2 separate regions of the Mus musculus genome follow, and region 2 is linked to region 1. Evidence: chromatin contacts called from public promoter capture Hi-C data. All regions are on one chromosome and are shown on one strand. The core of a region is the stretch at or near the end of the contact, and the rest is flanking DNA. Distances in the headings are between cores, read along the strand shown. Region 1 holds the start of Tmem141 (transmembrane protein 141). Region 2 overlaps Nacc2 (nucleus accumbens associated 2, BEN and BTB (POZ) domain containing).

Region 1 (5,626 bases), core at 1,422-3,921:
GAGTAGGGTCACCACAATCAACCCTTGATGCCTTTATAGGAAGAAACATGTATGCTTTGTTTCTGGCCATGTATAGGAAGGCCTGTGATGTTTCTGGACTCTGCCAGAATTATAGCCACCACCGAGTAGCCGTTGGGCCTTGATCCTCCAGAACTGTGGGCTAAAATAAATGTTAGCTGCCTGGCATGGTGGCGCATGCCTTTAATCCCAGCAAGGTGGATTTCTGAGTTCGAGGCCAGCCTGGTCTACAGAGTTAGTTCCAGGACAGCCAGAGCTACACAGAGAAACCCTGTCTCGAGCCCCCCCCCCCAAATGTTTAGCTGTTTGGCCACAGAGGTGCATGATTACATCTTCTTACCCCCTTCCTTCCTTCTTTCCTTTCTTCTTTCTTCTTTCTTAATTTCGTTTTTCAAAACAAGGTTTCTCTGTGTAGTCCTGGCTGTCCTAGAACTCACTCTGCAGACCAGGCTGGCCTTGAACTCAGACCCTTCTGCCTCTGACTCCCAAGTGCTGGGATTAAAGGTGTGCACCACTATGCCTGGCCTCTCTTTTTTCCTATTAGACCTGTATTTATTTATGTCGTGTGCATACATAATGGGAACCCATATGCCGCAGTGTGCATGTGGAGATTGGAGGACAACTTCAGGGGGAGTGGTTACTCCATCCACCATGTGGTTCCTGGGGATCAAGCTCAGATACCAGGGTTAGCACTAGGCGCTTCACCCACAGAACAACCTCACTAGCACGTGTTTAATTGCTTCAGAGCTCACATAGGAAAAAGGACAAGCCATTTATTAGCTACAACTCTCCAACATTCTCCTTGGATTTGGGGCAGAGATCAGAGAAAGCACTCAAGTCTCTCTCAACACATGCAGGCTGCTGCTCCAGCAGCTGGGTGCAACAGGATTCAAGCCTCTCTGAGGCTCCTTGCTGCTCTGCGGAAGATCTCCCCCTCCCAAGCCTTGTTCCGAGCTGGCAGGTCCTGGATTTGGTGCAGCAGTAGTCTTCACAGGTTTTTCAGGCAGGACCCCACATGCATGTGTAGGAGAGAGATGACACTAGAGGATGCATGTGTGTGTGTGTGTTTGCTGAGGTAGGAGGGACTGTCCTGGAGTTAGATGACGTTAGATCTGTGCTCTAGGATCTTCCCTGCTTCGCATCCTGCACCTCAGCAGCCAGAGCGCTTCTAGTCGTGAGGATCTGTAAGAGGCAAAGGGAGGCGGGTGGAGTCATGTCTGTGGTTTTGGAGTCCCTGATCTTGTTCTGTCATGACAAAAGGTCCTGTCAGATGTGGTTACACAGACTTAGGGTCCTAAGCATGGGAGGAAGCAGCAGCAGAAGCAGGAACTCAAGACCAACCTGGCCTATAGACTCTTTCCTCAGAAGAGCAAAACAAAAAATCTGAGCCCAGAAACACGCATGGGCAGGCCTGAGGTCACCATCTTGGTATCAGATTCAGGGTCACAGCCCTGGACACTTTTTTTCCTGAGTTGTCTGTGTAGCTGCTGTGTCCTGCCCCACACCTTACAAGGCCCTTCCCTCTGTCTCAGGGTCACCATAATTTTTGGATATTCCTTCTGGGAATGCACTGCTCAATCTTTGTTATGCTTGCTTCTAGCCCCAGCCTCTCCGGGGGGAAGTAGGACTGGCTAGATCGAAAGGCTTCAGTCCGTCTTTTGAGTCTTGTGGGCTTGCCTTCCTGAAACTGCTAGCTGTCCCTCTGGGCCCCTCTCACCTGTGCTTATGTCTTTGGGGAGCTGCCCGGTCTCCAGGAAGAGCCAGAGATTGCTGCATTTCTGACACTCCATACTTGTCACTCTGTAGCTGGCCACAGATCCTGCAACTGGAGAACAGGAAGCAGGAGGGTGGGTGCACTTTTCAGAAGGGGACCTGGCACAAGCTAGTTCTGGGCAGACAGGGTGGGTAGGCTGCAGCCCAAACAGGTTGGATCGCAGTCAGGGTTTTATTGGAAACACACCAACACTGTAGAGTCACTGGTAATGGATGCATTTCAGGGCCTAGGCACCCACCGTGGAGTACTCACTGGCAGACACTAGGAAGCTCCACTGCACAGGGTATGGAAACTTCCTCTTAATGAACATCAGCAGGCCAAAAGTCGCACCAGTGCCTGCCAAGAGCCAAGCAAAGTGCTGGTCAGGGTACCTGCTGCACCTGCAGGCAGGATGACTTGGCGCCGCCTGCTGGACAGACAGGGTGGGACGAAAGGTTACATTTTTACCCCTTTAAGGAATTCTTTTGCTCCCCAAGACCTCTTACCTGTGACAAAAGTGAAAACGCCCTTCATGAAGGCGTGCGACTGGCAGGCAGCAAATTCCTCGAGTCCCTGGGATTAGGGGGCGGGGAAGGTGTTCGTGGCTCAGTTCTCTTTCCTCGCCTCCTGCTTCTCCTTTAGCCACGACCTGGCCTTGGCGAGGGAGAATGGATATATTCCACCCTCCCCTAAACCCATTTAGCGTGCCCTATCCCTAAGTCAGGAGGGTTCCCCCACTCCTCCACTCCCTGACAGGGCTTCCCCTGCCTCTACTTTGCCTCAGGTCAGCATCGTAGGGTCAGCTCTCTGGCCCCCAGGCTAGCCTTCTCACCGGGTGCCTGGCGGCCACGGCGTCATCCACACGGGACAAGCCCAGATTCACCATGGTTGGTCAGGTTCTGCCAGGGAGGACTTGGGGGGCGGGGCGGGGCTCAAGACTCGGGCCTGCGCAGAACGCAGAACGTAGCAGAGACAGTCAAGCTCTGTCCGGCTTAGGGGGCGGGACCTATAACCGCGAGCTTCTGATGGGCGTGACAGAGCAGTTGAAATTGGGGGTTTTGTGACCTCGAACCAGGCCTAACTTTCCTCACCCCTCATTTTCATACTCATAGAGCACATTGATTGTTTTTGTTTTTGTTTTAGATTTATTATATGTAAGTACACTGTAGCTGTCTTCAGGGAGTCACATCTCATTACAGATGGTTGTGAGCCACCATGTGGTTTCTGGGATTTGAACTCAGGACCTTAGGAAGAGCAGTCCGAGCTCTTAGCCACCGAGCCATCTCTCCAGCCCCCACATTGATTGTTCTTACTACATGAGATGGGACTTTAAGACTACAGTTAAGGGTTCTCTCTCTGAAAGGCACAACAGAATTCCAGAAGTTCACTCGAACCCTTTTTTGGTGTCAGGGCATGGGGTCCTATGGAAAAGTTCACAGAGTTCCTCGCCCTCTTCCTCCACTCCCCGCTTCTTTCTCTTCTTCCCCCTCCCCTCTTTTCTTTAAGAAAAGGGTTCTCTGCTTAGCCCTGGCTGTCCAACTTGCTCTGTAGGGCAGTCTGGCTTCCAACTCAGAGATTTGCCTTTTTTTGCTTCCCAAGTACTGGGCCTAAAGGCATGTGCCACCATACCCAGATACACATTTCGTTTCCTTCCTTCCTTCCTTTCCTCCCTTCCCTTCCCTTCCCTTCCCTTCCCTTCCCTTCCCTTCCCTTCCCTTCCCTTCCCTTCCCTTCCCTTCCTTTCCCTTCCTTCCTCCTTTCCTTTCCTTTCCTTTCCTTTCCTTTCCTTTCCTTTCCTTTCCTTTCCTTTCCTTCCTTCCTTTTCCTTCCTTCCTTCCTTCCTTCCTTCCTTCCTTCCTTCCTTTCCTTCCTTCCCTTCCCTTCCTTCCTTCCTTCCTTCCTTCCTTCCTTCTTCTTTTCCTTCTTTCAAGATGATAATTGGGTGCTTAGAGAGATGGCTTGGCAGTTAAGAGTGCTCTCTCTATTTCCAGGGCTCTCATGCAGCTCATAACCGTTTGTAGCTTCAGTCCCAGAGATCCACTCTCCTTGTTTGGCTTCCACAGGTAGTAGGTACATGTGCTACACAGACATATATGCAGGCAACACACACACACACAGGAAATGAAAAGTTTTTTTTAAAAGGTTGATTATTGCTTATTAATTAAATAATATTTCAAATAAAATCTAGAGCAACACAGATACTTCTAAAAGTAAAAAAGCCCCACAAGTGTTGCCATCTGGCATTAGCTGGTACCAAACAGTGGAAGAGTCATGAAGAAGGGGCTCTACAGGGATTCCCAGTCAGTGCCTGTTCCCTTCAGGATTCTTGGGAGCCCCGGGGTATCTAGGGAGAAGCCCTTGAGTGGGCACCCCTCTGTCTTCAGACCCCCACTCCAGCCTCTGTTGTCTCCCTTCTCCCACCTGGCTTCTGAACCTTCCCCCGCCCTTCCTGCTGCTCTATGGAGAACAAGTTGGGTTGTATTCCTGGCCCAGGCTCTAAGATACCAGCTTCCCTAACATAGGAACAGTGGCTGTCCCTGGTGTCCCCAGATTTGCCCCAAAGAGTGACTCCAGTTTGTTGCTATGGTCCGTGTGTCCTCATGGATGAAGGTACTATCTGTGTCCCCCCTTATGCTGGCACCTATTGCACCCCATTTCTCTTGGCTTAGCTGTTGGGTGCTTCTCCTCCTCAGGGCCCCCGTCAGTAGGCCTCACCCATGTTGCTCCTCCACCTCCCTCACTTGCTGCTCGCTTTTCTCTGCCAGGTGACCGCCAGGATCCCTAATGATTGGCAAGGCTGGCTGTGTGCTTATCAACGGTCAGGGAGCTCCTGGCCGGCCTGCCTGCTCATGTGGAGCATCTTTCCCATGGTGGGTCCTGTCTTTGAACTCCTGGGCCTAAGCCTGGACATAACACTGCTCTGTTATTATGGGGCTGACTGTAGGCCACCTCCTCTGAACCTTCCAGGAGAGAGAAACCTGTTTTTTGAGAATGAGCCAAGGATGGCTCTCAGCAACACTCAGTCGTTTGGGCCCCAGTTTGCTCTTAGGTATGGTGTGACCTTCTGCCCAGTGTGAGCATCTGCCCAGGGACCCCTGAGCTCCTGGCCAAGCCTCCGGCTCCCCAAGGCTTCCCTGTGTCTGTCAGCAGGACACTGTCCTCCCAGAGTTCCTGAGGTCTCCATCCTCGGATTGTTTGCCTTCTGTTTCCTGGGGCTAGACTATACTCAGCCCTGGCCACTTCCATCTATGTCCCTTGTGCCCAGGGTAGCCATAGAGTTGCTGTGGTAGAAGAGACTGTGGGAAGGAACTCCAGGCCCCGTGAGACCCTTGCTGCACTTCTCTGTTCAGGGCTACAGCAGGGACCGAGTTGGTGTCGAGTAGGCCTTTCCACTCATTAATGGGTTTGTTTCTGGAAGCGGGTCTTGGAAGGCTGAGCTGACTCCTTCCTGGTGCTGCTATATTGGTGGCTTTCTGGGTCTCAGCCTCAAGGCCACCATGGATGTGTGGGGTCCTCCCTTGCCTGCTGCCCTTCGATGCTGCAGACTCTCACAGTGATCAGGCCTCTGCTTCTCTGACCTTTATTAGTGCATAGTAGTCAGGGCTGGACAGTGTCCAGAGGGGAGTGTAGAGAGCCCACAATAGATAAGCACACAGACTTCAACTTCTAGAGATCCCTCCCTTCAGTGTCCCCACATGGCCTGGACATGGCTGAAAGGCTGGGTGGAGACTGGGGCACCTTAAGATGCTCGGATTTTCATCTCGGCAACCTTGTAGGAGTAGTGGTGACCTTGGCCAGTTCCCCAGTTGATGCCATCCGCATAACTCTCATGGGAGCCAGACAAGTAGCGCCCGT
Region 2 (5,626 bases), core at 1,054-3,553, 460 kb after region 1:
CTTTAGTCCCAGCACTTGGGAGTCAGAGGCAGGCGGATTTCTGAGTTCGAGGCCAGCCTGGTCTACAAAGTGAGTTCCAGGACAGCCAGGACTATACAGAGAAACCCTGTCTCGAAAAAACCAACAAAAAAAAAAAAAAAAAAAAAAAAGAAAGTTTGAGGCCAGCCTGAGCTACAAGAGACATCACAACCAACCAACCAACCAACAAACATATAAACAAGACCTCTGATAAAAGATGCTGGGTCATCAAACCGTGGTGGCTCTGGCCTATATGGTAAGACCCCTCCAAGAGAGAGAAAGAGAGAGAAGGAGAGAGAAAAAAGGCTTTGGGAAACAGATTAAAATCAGGTAGGTCACTCCACAGGGAAAAAACCGATGAGCTGAGCACAGTGGCTCATTCTGTCAGGCAGGACCTAGAGGCTGGAGCAGAAGTATTGGCTACAAGTTCAAAGCCAGCCTGAGCTACATAGTGAGTTCCAGGCAACCTAGAATGAGACTCTATCTCAATAACAACAAAAAGTGGGACAAAACATTTAAATATCCACAAGGAGGATACCTGAGTGTAGAAACTGACAATCCTGAAGAGACTCAGCACACAGCAGGTGCTCTGCACCAACAATGCCCAGCATCTACTTATAAATTAAAAGATGTGGAGAGCCATAAAAAGAAGAAAAGTCAACTACTGAGAGCTGACCCAGGAGTGGCAAGATGCTGACATTCTCACACACGGGTTTAACTGCCTACGATAGCAGGATCAGTCACTGGAAACAACGGAGGGAGGGAGGTATTGCAGAGGACAAGATGGAGCCACAGAAGGAGTTCAGGGACACGCATAAGTTATCTTACCTAAAGGTTAGAGAAGAAAACTCTAGATAGTTCATAAATAAACAAACAGCCTGTGGGAGCAGCACAGTGTACTGGAGTATAGGCTAGAAGCAGACAGCAGCCTAGAGAGGAGCGGGCAGCATGCTACAGCACCAAAACCAGGTATGACCAACCTAGCTTATTACCCCCAGCAAAAGCACCCTTCAGAAGCAAAGGCAACAACAACTACACATAGAAAAAAACACTTAAAGACTATAAAGAGTAAGGTATAATTCTTGTTTTTCTTATTTATTTGTTGATTGACTGATTGACTGACTGACTGATAGGGTCTCTCTACATAGCCCTGGCTATTGTGGAACTTACTATATAGACATGGTTAGCCTCAAATTCACAGAGCTCCTCCTACCTTTGCCCCCAAGTGCTAGGATTAAACGCATGTGCTACCATGCTCAGCCAGGTGGAAGCTTTAAAGTAGTCTAGAGATAATTTTCTGATTTTTCAGAATTCATCACTAACTGAACTCTGAGAGCCATTGAGAGCAATTTTCCAGCAGAAGGAGAGTGAGGATAAGAGGAAACACCTGGGCAAACACACGCCGATGTCCACTCGCCCAAAATTATGATGCCATTTACCGGGCATTACTCACAAACTGAGGAGTTAACTGCAATGGGAGGAGACTGGCTTAGCCATAAAAAGAACAAACCTCTAACACACACCACATGACTACTGAACCTCAAATACGCATGGCTCTAAAGGCACAAACTCAACCACTAATAACATTACTTGACTGAACCTCAGCTGTCTAAGGTTCTAAAGGTACAGCTGCATTGGATTCCCATTTATACGACACAAAACAGGCCCATGGTTGCCAAGAGATGAAGGAAAGAGATGGCCTTGAGGGGGCCGAGAGATGGTCAAGAAGGGGTATCAGCTTGCCTCTCCACTGCAAGTCTCCACTGTGGATAGACGTCCAGAACTGCTGGTATCTGCTTAGACTCAGAGAGTAGCTTTTACTCATGCAAATGCCAAAAGTTACCAAAGAGGGGAAGGATAAATGATAACCAGCCATTTAAGGTAAAAAATAATAACCGATCTCAAGACTCACTGCTCAGAGAAAGGAAAGCTGTGGTTGCAGGGAGGTCGGGAGTTGTGCAGGAAGGCAGAGTACAAGACAGGACACAGATGCCAGCTCAGGGCTGCAGAGGAAGGCAGAGTACAAGACACAGATGCCAGCTCAGGGCTGCAGAGGAAGGCAGAGTACAAGACAAGACACAGATGCCAGCTCAGGGCTGCAGAGGAAGGCAGAGTACAAGACAAGACACAGATGCCAGCTTAGGGCTGCAGACACACGCTGTGCCAACAGGAACAGGAGAGGGGTGCTAGGAACTGACCAGAAAGGAGAAGAGCAAGGAGCACAGAAAGGAGACCTAGCAGCAGCAGCAGCAGCAGCAGCAGCAGCAGCAGCAGCAGCAGCGTAGGCCGAACCCAATACCTTCAACCACATAAGACTGCTTGTCAGATAGGACTAAGCTAAACATGTCCAGCCAGCCAGCCACCATCTATAAGAAATGGACTGCAGATGGGAGAGTTAAATGAGGAGCCAACAGTCGGCTAATGATTCAGGCAGCTGGAGCTGCAGTGGTGGAGCACTTCCTTAGTATGAGTGAGGCCTTGTGGAAGAGAGGGAGGAGGAGGAAGAAAGAAAGAAGGGGCGTAGTAAGGGGGGGGGGGCTGGACTGGATCTATTAACATAAAATTAGACTTCGGAGATGGATCAGTTCCATGAAGTACACAAATTACCATGACATGAACAAAATGAGAGGGAAGATCTCAATGGCTCCATATCTAAGGTAATTAAAGGAAATTGTAATTGGTAATAATACTGGCAGTTAAAATAAACTGAGAAGTTAAAGACTTCTCACAATTAGGAGCAACATACACCAGGCTTGAGTGGACTCAGCAGTGTCACACTCCTACCCAGAGTTAAAGCAGGAAATATCATCAAACTTATATGAACTTTCTCAGAACAACAGAGGAGGAGGCTGGAGAGATGTCTAGTGGTTAAGAGTGATTATTGAGGGCTGGAGAGGTGGCTCAGCCGTTAAGAGCTCGGACTGCTCTTCCAGAGGTCCTGAGTTCAATTCCCAGAAACCACATGGTGGCTCTCAACCCTCTGAAAAGGGATCCAATATCCCCTTCTGCTGTGTCTGAAGACAGCAACAGTGACAGTGTACTCACATACATAAAATAAAAGTAAAATCTTAAAAAAAGAGTGTTTATTGCTCTTTTAGAGTACCTGAGTCTAGTTCCCAGCACCCACATCACTTACAGGACCACAGCCACCTCTAACTCCAGCTCCAGGGGATAGAATACCTCTGTGCACTCAGGTCCATGCTTGTGGACATGTGCATGTGTGCTCATGTGTGTGCGAACACGAACATACATACATACACACACACACACACACACACACTCACTCACTCACACACTTAAAAATAAAGTAAATCTTAGGAAAAAGATGAAAAACCCATAGCTGGGTGTGGTGATCCAGCACTCAGGAAGCACGTGTGGGAATCTCTGTAATTTCAAAGCCTGCCTAGTTTATTTGAGGGAATTCAAGGATAGCCAGAACTACAGGGTGAGACCCTATCTCAATTAAAACAACAACAACAAAGTAAAGAACAAAACTAAAACCCAGTGAAGACAAGATGCACAGGGCCAGTGTTCCCGCTGCTAAATCAGGCAGGTAACACTTCTTTAGCCCCAGGAGTGGGATCTTTGTGAGTACGAGGCCAGGCTAGTCTACATCATGAGTTGCAGGCTAGGCAGGGCTACAAAATGAGACCCTGTCTCAGACAATCAGACACTCAGACAAATGGACAAACAGATGAAAACACAAAAGAAACACAGATCAGCAGCTTTCATGAACACATGAACTTTCTCCAGCAAAACTAGCAAAGGGCAGCTGGAATGTGTAGTCACTCTATCTTGTCACAAGAATGCAAGGACAGCTCAACACGGGAAGAGCTCCTAATAGAAAATTAGAAAAAGGGGGAAGGGGAAGGCGGGATGACCCCTGAGGCAGTGAAATACTGTCCCCATATGGCAGGCAGGGGTAAGTGACATTCCAAGGAACCTCTGGACAGCCTGGGACTGAAACACAAGGTGCAAAGCAAGACTACATAAAAATAAAAATAAAATCCTATGCAGTATAACTCACGGCAACAGTGACTCAAACCAACCCCTAGGTCTGTGCCAAACACAGGAAGAAACATAAGAGCCTGCTTGGGTGACTGGACACACTTCCTGCTCACAGCCTCTGTGAGCTAACATCAAACATCTGTGAGTGAGCTCAGGACTGCCAGAGAAAGGATGGCACATCCTCAGAGTGGACCCTTACTCGGCAAGAAAAAAAATGAAACAGCTATCCGTCCTTCAGTACAATGGTTCTTAAGGTCGAATGCTGGTCACTAAAGTCTGGACACTTGAAATGCTGTATGTCTGAAATGCCCAGATAACACCAAATACGTAGACTGGACAGGAGCTGGCGAGTGTGGGGAAGTAAAGTGACCGTGTGGGGCTTTCTAGACATGGAGAATCACATTCTAAAGCTGACTGGGGGTGACGGCTACTTGATTGGGAATGATCCCAAACCATTGGGCTTCAATGCTCTCAGGAGCAATGGCTATGCCCCACTGATTCCACGTGTACGATATGGTGACCAGAAGCCACATGGGATCCAGTGGCTCAGAAGCTCAGGCATCTGAAGTGCCAGTTGCTCAGAGGTTGGCCCTGCCCACTCCGCCCTACAGCTGAGCCCTATGGACATTAATAAAGGCTAGGATGGCACAACAATTTTGAATAGGAAAACAGACAGGGCTTTACACCCCTGACATGGTGACTTATTTAAAGGCACTGTTACTCAGCTAGTGGAGAATTTGACAGAAACAGAGCCCCTGAACAGGGCCCCTGAAAGGTGTGAATTCAGCACAGTTCCAAACATCCATACAGAGAAAACAAACTCTTACCTCAAACCTCACCTCAAGGGGACTAGTGACCTGAATGTGAAGAACAAATACATATGAAGTTCTGTGTTAGGCAGACAGAGTCTCAGCAAGCCTGACTCAGGCCTGAAGTCCTAGCACACAGGAGGCTGAAGCAAGACTACAGCCAATCCACGGTCAATCTCGGACACACTAGGAGACCCTGCCTCAAAAGAAGAAATAAAACAGAACACAGCAAAATAAAATCTGAGGGGTTTAATGGCGCACACCTTTAATCCCAGGACCCAGGAGGCAGACGCAGGCGGATCTTTGTGAGTTCAAGGCCAGCCTCATCTTCATGATGAGTGATATATAGTGAGGCTGGCAAGGGATATATAGTGAGACCTTGTCTCAATAAAATAAAATCAAATCAAAGAAAAACCTTTAGTTGGCTATAAAAAACGTGAATAAATGTTGGGCATCTGCTGGATGCTGGGCATGGCAGCTCACACACCTTTAATACCAACACTCAGGAGGCAGAGGCAGGCAGAACTCTGTGAGTTTGAGGCCAGTTTGGTCTACACAGTGAGACTCTGTCTCAAAAATAAGTCAGCACTGGTATCCAACAAAACATTTCACTCTTAGTCTTTGCAATATACATCATGATATTAAAGGCACACTGAGCTAGCTATAGAAAGCATATATATATATATATATATATATATATATATATATATATATATATATATTCCACAGAGAACTTGTTTGTAAATTAGAACAGAAACTCTTCAGTGCCCTTTAAAAAACAAAAAACTGAC

The links. Promoter capture Hi-C pulls out the DNA fragments that hold promoters and counts their contacts.
Region 2: a contact with region 1 is called in a promoter capture Hi-C map of cranial neural crest. The contact joins the enhancer-like site here to the promoter of Tmem141 in region 1. A contact is called at or near these places in 2 of 39 promoter capture datasets (cranial neural crest and trophoblast stem cells), 1 of 484 Hi-C or Micro-C datasets (embryonic retina) and 1 of 9 other capture datasets (adipose tissue).

The regions. Positions count from the first base shown.
Region 1 is chr2:25,619,331-25,624,956 of GRCm38.p6, forward strand. Tmem141 (transmembrane protein 141) reads right to left here and starts at 2,672. Exons shown (of 5, transcript NM_001040130.3): 1 at 2,604-2,672; 2 at 2,278-2,344; 3 at 2,045-2,128; 4 at 1,736-1,843; 5 at 736-1,200. The coding sequence starts at 2,657. The coding sequence ends at 1,187. The region is part of intron 5 of Fcnaos (a long non-coding RNA gene); the gene reads left to right. Fcna (ficolin A) reads right to left here. Exons shown (of 10, transcript NM_007995.3): 10 at 5,337-5,626. The coding sequence ends at 5,511.
Region 2 is chr2:26,078,973-26,084,598 of GRCm38.p6, forward strand. The region is part of intron 2 of Nacc2 (nucleus accumbens associated 2, BEN and BTB (POZ) domain containing); the gene reads right to left. Among named protein-coding and RNA genes, the nearest start is that of Nacc2, 11 kb to the right of the region's middle. Within about 2 kb of position 2,304, at least 7 of the 459 cell types and tissues checked have an H3K27ac peak or open chromatin away from gene starts, as enhancers often do.